Regions from separate parts of the Astyanax mexicanus genome. Here region 1 is linked to region 2. The links are chromatin contacts, called in public Hi-C maps. All regions are on one chromosome and are shown on one strand. Each heading gives the region's core, a stretch centred on a gene start, on an enhancer-like site or on the middle of the called end of the contact. The rest is flanking DNA. Distances are from core to core; before and after follow the strand shown. Region 1 holds the start of LOC103039557. Region 2 overlaps pde10a (phosphodiesterase 10A).

What was found. Hi-C and Micro-C count contacts between places; a contact is called where the count stands out from the background.
Region 1: a contact with region 2 is called in a Hi-C map of blood, with 3 times the contacts expected there. The contact joins the promoter of LOC103039557 here to the enhancer-like site in region 2. A contact is called at or near these places in 2 of 3 Hi-C or Micro-C datasets (blood and muscle).

Annotation. Positions count from the first base shown.
Region 1 is chr7:3,814,936-3,818,420 of AstMex3_surface, forward strand. It overlaps LOC103039557, which reads left to right and starts at 1,267. Exons shown (of 9, transcript XM_022684634.2): 1 at 1,267-2,079; 2 at 3,193-3,315. The coding sequence starts at 1,615.
Region 2 is chr7:3,723,508-3,726,885 of AstMex3_surface, forward strand. All of the region lies in intron 1 of pde10a (phosphodiesterase 10A), which reads left to right. Among protein-coding and RNA genes, the nearest start is that of pde10a, 9.2 kb to the left of the region's middle. Within about 2 kb of position 1,679, the one cell type or tissue checked has an H3K27ac peak away from gene starts, as active enhancers do.

The DNA of each region.
Region 1 (3,485 bases), core at 17-2,516, 91 kb after region 2:
TCTATAACATGCAGGTAACCTAGCAACGATGCAGCGCTTACAAGCCAAACAGCACAGCAGCTACAAACAGAGCAGCAATGGAACTATTTTAACTGTCAGAGTGTTTATAACCAAATTCACATTTTCTCTTTCTCTTTCAAAAAAACAGTGATAATGGAACTGTGGTATAATCACAATAATACACTCGAGGCTATAACATGTAATATTGGCACTGCTGTGTTGTAGTCGTAGATCAGCACAGCATTGCCAATATAACACATTATAGCACAAACCTAGAGTGCATTTGCTTAATTATAGTACAGGTACATAGCCAGCATCCAACCACATACATTATACAGTGTTATTTACATAATGTAAGAAATAGAGACTAAGAAAAAAAATAATATATATATATATATATATATATATATATATATATATATATATATATATATATATATATATATATATATATATGAGTTATTTATAGCTTACGGTTATTAGAGCAATAGAATAATAACATGTACAGTAGAATAAATACCAAAGAGCATTACTGTACAAAATGATGCAGCAAGAAATACACCTGCACACTTATAGATTATTATTTAAGTTAGATTATTATTTATAAATTCCTTCTATTTAACATTTTATTTGACAGCATTTATTGGATCTACCAGAAAGCAGAGCGGTGAGTTTAATATTTGATTTGGATATTATTTATTAGTAAGAACATAATTATCTACAGCAGTGAGATAAAAGTACAGAAAGTTCAGTAGTGCATTATTGTGATGTAACTGATCCTGAATCAGTTCAGCTTCACAGAGAGAGGTTTAAAACTCCACCCACTATATAATAAGCAGAGTTCCTCACTTCCTTAGCAACCAGTGTTTAGTGTTTAGCGTTTAGTGTTATGGCGGAGCTCTGTCAGATCTACAGGTGAGAACTTTAACCAGCTGCTCAAATATTTTTTGAGTGTGTTCTAGTTGTAGCACTACATTTATGTCTTTTGAGCCCTGTAGTGTTTCTACAGTTTCACAGTTTTAGTAAACTACACACATCCAGCTCTGCTCACAATGACTGGCAACCCTAGTTAAGATGTGTTAAAGGCCTTAAAATGCATTTAATTTGTATTGTGCAATTGTGAGCATAATCCTGCACTGAAAATTGGAAATATAATAGAAAAATATTTCTCCTCCACCAGTCTTACCCACTGCTTTTGGATAACTTTCTACATTTCTCTCTTCTGGTGGGTGCAAAAATTCAAGCAGTTCATTTTGGTGGTTTGATGGCTTTTGATCATCCATCTTCCTCTTGATTATATTCCAGAGGTTTTCAATTTGCTAAAATCAAAGAAACTCATCATTTTCAAATGGGCTCTTATTTTTTTTTTTTTTTTAGAGCTGTATAACTAAGAACACTGAATCTGAACAACACTGAGAAATAGATGTTAGAAAGCACTGAAACATCACATATGTTGATTCTGTGGTATTAAAAGCATGATGTTTATCAGTACAAATGTTTTAATGAATGTTCTGAGCTGCACCGTGTTTAGATCAGTGATTAGTGTGTAAGATCTGAACACTGAGACGCTTTTCTCCACAGTCGTTCCTCTCAATAACCCAACAGCCTCCTGAAATGCAGAGGAGCTCCGGCATCCGGCGGGAGCTGAAGGAGCTGCTGCTGAGTGTGGAGAGAGGAAACAAAGCTGACCTTCACCTCTACACCTCCGGGCATCTGGGGCCCCACAGCTTTAGTCCCCGACCGCTCCACAGCCGAGAACACAAACCCATCTGGGAAAAGTCCAGAAACCCGCAGAAAGAAACCTCTCGCCTCCAGAAGAGCAGAGAAACTGAAGCAGACGTGGAGAAGATGATGCAGGCCTGGAGTAACTTCACCATGGCCACCACGCCTCAGGACCCTGCAGAAGATCTCAGCAGCTCAGATGAGACCACAGGTGTGGGGACGTATAAGAAGAAGAAGAAGAAGAAGAAGAAGAAGGAGGAGGAGGATGTCAGAGAGACAGCAGATCTAGACCTGATCAGCCATAAACGTCTGAACATCAGAGAGACGGTGGAGAGACATGAGCGTAAAATCCAGCAGGTCAGAAACTACAGACTGGGATGTTCAGAAATTACAAATAATAAGAAAAGGTGTTTATTTTGTACATATACTCTGACTTGTTTTATTGCAGATATTAAATTACATTACATTACATTTGGCAGACGCTTTTGTCCAAAGCGACTTATATAGTAAAGTACAAATAGTAATAGAAGTTAAAGGTAAAAACATCTTTATATAGGGCATAAAGGAGGTTAAAGGGAAATAATGGGATAGAGGAGTAAAGGAGGGGAAGAAGGAAATGAGGTTAGAAGTAGTTAATTTGTTAGAGGTGTTAGGAGAGTAAGATATAAATCCATGATACTTTATTTCATTTAATATAATATAAATCCTTATCTGCATTTCAGGCCTGCAACATCTTCTAAAAAAAAGTGTTAAATTAATAAATATATAAATAATGTCTATTTAATTTCAACACGAAAAGCTAATCATGATTTGGTAAAAAAAAAAAAAAAATAAGACAGCAAGTCTTTGTGATGCATCAAGAGCCATGGTATCCAGGGTAATGTCAGCTCAGCATACCACCAAGAAGGACCAACCACATCCAACAGGATTAACTGTGGACGCTGTAAGAGGAAGTTGTCTGAAAGGGATGTTCGGGTGCTATCCAAAAAACATAAAACCACGGCTGATCAAATCACGGCAGAATTCAATGTGCACCTCAACTCTCCTGTTTCCACCAGAACTGTCCGTCACCACAATCAATTATTGGCTCTAAAACCAGGTGTTTCAGTTTCATTGTCCAACCCCTGTACATGCTGGTCAGAGTCCGTAGAAGTGAAGGCCATGTTCTCTAGACCAACTATAGATTAACTGTAGAATAAGAGACAGGTCCAGGTACAGGTCCTGGGCTGGCTGCCTGAGAATGTGCCTAAAGACTTTTTCTGGAATGTGTTAAAGGCCTCAAATGTAGGAATGGAAGCATTTTGCAGGAAAAATTCTTCTTATTTGAGGCTATAAAACCAAAAACTCCAACTCAAGAAACTGATAATAAAACATCTGTTTGGAAGATTCCACAGGTGAACACAGGAAATCTCAGTAAGGTGTTAATGTGAAGATGCCTCTGAGGAAGGTGTGTGTGTGTGTATGTATCAGGGGCTGAGGAACGTTCCGGCCTGCAGGGGGCGGTGCAGAGAGCGTCTCAGCGTCTTCAGTGACGTGTTCAGTGACGTGTGTGACAGCTCACCTGCGCTCGGCAGCATCCTCAGAGAAATCAAGGTGAGACTCTGTTACCATACAAACCACCTGAGTACAGCTCCCCTCATCCAGTCATTAAAATACAAATAATATCACTGTATCTAACACTGCCAGACTGAAGACATACAGGATTCAAAATGACTTTAATATAACTGAAATTTCCAGCATTTAATTACAACATACTTTCCCAA
Region 2 (3,378 bases), core at 429-2,928:
ATACTATATTTTAAAAATACATTTTGTACTTTATTATTGTTTTTAATATTGGGGGCAAAAGGAGACAGAGAGTTTTTCACTAGTGTACTTTGAATGCAGATAAGTAAAATATATAATTTGTTTCGTATTTATTTCTTATTTTGATATTTAATTTTATTGTAGTAACTTTTCTACATATATATGTCATGTCTTCCTCAGTTTCTTAATTAAAATTGCTCTTTAATTAAGTTTGCATGCATATTTATGTTAAAATGTGTTTTAAATGTGTAAAGGCATATGTTTTTCTATTTTTCTATTTTTTTATTAGTTTGGTTTGTATTAGATAAAATGTGGGTCCAGGGCTTAGATCAGTTCAGAACCCCTGATCTAAATTCATGAATGAGATAAAAAAATAAAAAAAACCCTTCATATTATTCTCCATAAAGGACTTTGTTTGCAGAAGCTCTACAGTCTGATAGGTGAACACTGTTAAATTGGTCATATTTCTGATCCCGTTCAGCCTTTTCTCGCGATAATAAGCAGCCAGCAGAGCGCAAAGCATCATGGTCAATTTAGTTTGGGAGAAAGAGAGAGAGAGCAGATGAGCCCCTCTGAACACTAGGTGGCGCCAAAATAACGACAAATATTCAGGGAAGGGTCTCTGTAGTATCAGCCACAGTGCGCATGCCTCTCCAGAAGCAACTCTCACTTATTTTCTGTAATAATAATAATAATAATAATAATAATAATAATAATAATAATAATAATAATAATAATAATAAATAGAATACAAAAACGCCTTAAATATACTAAGGCTGTTTTTATTTTATATCAGTTTAGACTAAACAGAAACGTTAACACCATATGGCAAAAAAAAAAAATGCTGTTTTGGCTACTACAAAAAATGTAAAAAGTATCTTTATTCATTACTCTGTATGTAGAAGTATAGATACTAGGGTTTTAATACAATAATTCTGTAGAAATTAAACTCAAGTATCAACTCAATCTTTTTACTCTTTAAGTAAAAGTATATAAGGGGGGGGAAATAAAGCCATTAGGAACAAAAGCTTAGACCACACCCACATAACCCTATAGTGCACTAACAAACTACAAACTAACAAACTAACTAGTGCACAGAATAAACCAATAGGGAGTCCGAATGGTATATGTTTATATTTCTTTACATCCAATCACAATCAGATTGATTCACTCTATCTGGATGGAGAGATTTATCTGGATAGAGGTTTTATTGAACGATAAAAAGCCGGAATGAAAACGAGCTGAAATTAGTAAATAGGAGTAACGAGGCTATTTTTATTCAAATGTAAGGAGAAGAAAGTTCAGATCATTGTGTGAAAAGGTAAAAATAACTGTGTGTGTGTGTGTGTGTGTGTGTGTGTGTGTGTGTGTTTGTGTTTTCTTAGCATGCGTGATCAGAGCTAAGTGTTCAGGACAGGAGAACAGTAGGATCAGTGTGTGTGCGTGTGTGTGTGTGTGTGTCCATGAAAGGTCGTATTGACATGTTCCGAATGAGCATGATGATCTCACTTTGATCACGTTCCTGTATCTTTAGTGTGGGCTGTGTTTTTTTTTTAACGTTTCTCACATTTTAAAAAGGCGTTACAGTGTAGATCATCAAGTTTTGATATGTAAATACTTAAATAAAAAGCAAATTTACTATTTTAAGTGAATCTACTTTTGTTCCTTTATACAAAAAGTTCTCAAATAGATTCAGGTGACTCACAGGTGGGTCTGATCTGCTGAACAGAGGCATTTACAGAAACCTGTGGAGTCCCTGCAGAGCGAGTGCACACTGTCATTACAGCAAAACGGGACATGCTGTACCAAATACTGAAAACAAAAAACTCACACTTTTTCACAATCACATTCTCTTATGTTGTAATTCTAAAAGCTCACCTTCCGCGAAAATCCGATTTTTCTTGTTTTTTGTGGAATACAGTAGGTCTCTCTGAGTTGAATGTGTACACCTGCACATTAAACTGTTTTGCAGCCCCCATTGTCTGCAGGACCTAAGCAAAGAAATCCCCCCTCCCCCCCTCCGAAAAACGGGTGAATTTTGAATTATCTTTCTGCCTACGTAGGCAGAAACTCACAGACCAGCCCACCTTGGCTCGAGAAACTCCCAGAGGCGGAGCTGAAGCGACGCAACAGTTAGGAGGTGGGAGGCAGTGAGCGGCAGAGCGGTGGAGGGGCGTCGCAGTGCTCCTAGCCAATCAGAGGAGAGATATTTGCATGCTGTTTGCATGTATGAATATTCATGAGCAAAGCTGGAATCCGGTCATTTTGGACACACCCCTAAAACAGTCCATTAAAAAAGAGCTATACAGAGACACCTGAGCACTTTTTTTTTACAAAAACGGCTCACATGTCATTCATTCATACTAGAGACCACAACTAGACATTTTAAAATGAAAGAAAAAACGACGGAAGGTGAGCTTTAAGAAAAAAAATAATAATAAAAAATATGAATATAAAAACGTATAAATGTGAACATCAATGCTATTATAATTATAATAATTATAATATGTATAATATTATAATATGTATAATAAGAGACTACAGTTTCTCAGATTTTATAAACAGGTATATAATTAAATTATATAAGTAAAAGGAACATTGTAGTTTTATTCTATAAACTACAAACAACTTTTCTCCCGAATTCCAAAAAACAATATTCACAATGTCATTTAGAGCATTTATTTGCGGAAAATGAGAAATGGCGGAGCTTTCAGACCTCAAATAATGTAAAGAAAAAAGTTCAAAATAGTTAGTTACATTTTTTATTATATCTGACGGTATAATATTATAGAGTAAGGTCTTAGTTGTTCAGGAATGAACAGGTGAAACATCCTCATATTTAAAAAAAAAAAAAGAAATATTTTTTAGACAGAAACCTCCACCTTTCACATGATCTGCAGGAGTTTCAGACCTCTTCTTAAAAACTATACATTGCAAACTATACATTTATATCACTATCAATCTAATATTTTTATATTTTTAAATGACGGTGGATTTATTTGACCTGATCCATACATCATATATATTTTAGCTCTTTAGAGGTTCTTTTTGATATAATTTGTTCATATTCAGCGTTCTCTAAAGCAGATTCACCAGGAGCTCAAGACGTTCCACAGATGCTGAGCACATGCTTTAGGTCTTTTTTCTATTTTTTATTATGTCAATAAATTCATTTGTTGGCATCAACTTTGCTATTTATATTTATCTTGGAAACAGATTTTGATCATTGAAGCAACAAGAGTGTGCTTAAAAGAGTGTGTGTGTTAATGTTTGTGTGTGTGTGTGTGGGGGGGGGGGGGGGGCACAGCACCATTCACCAAATGTCCTCTACAGCAGCTGCCTTTTACTGTATGACAATAC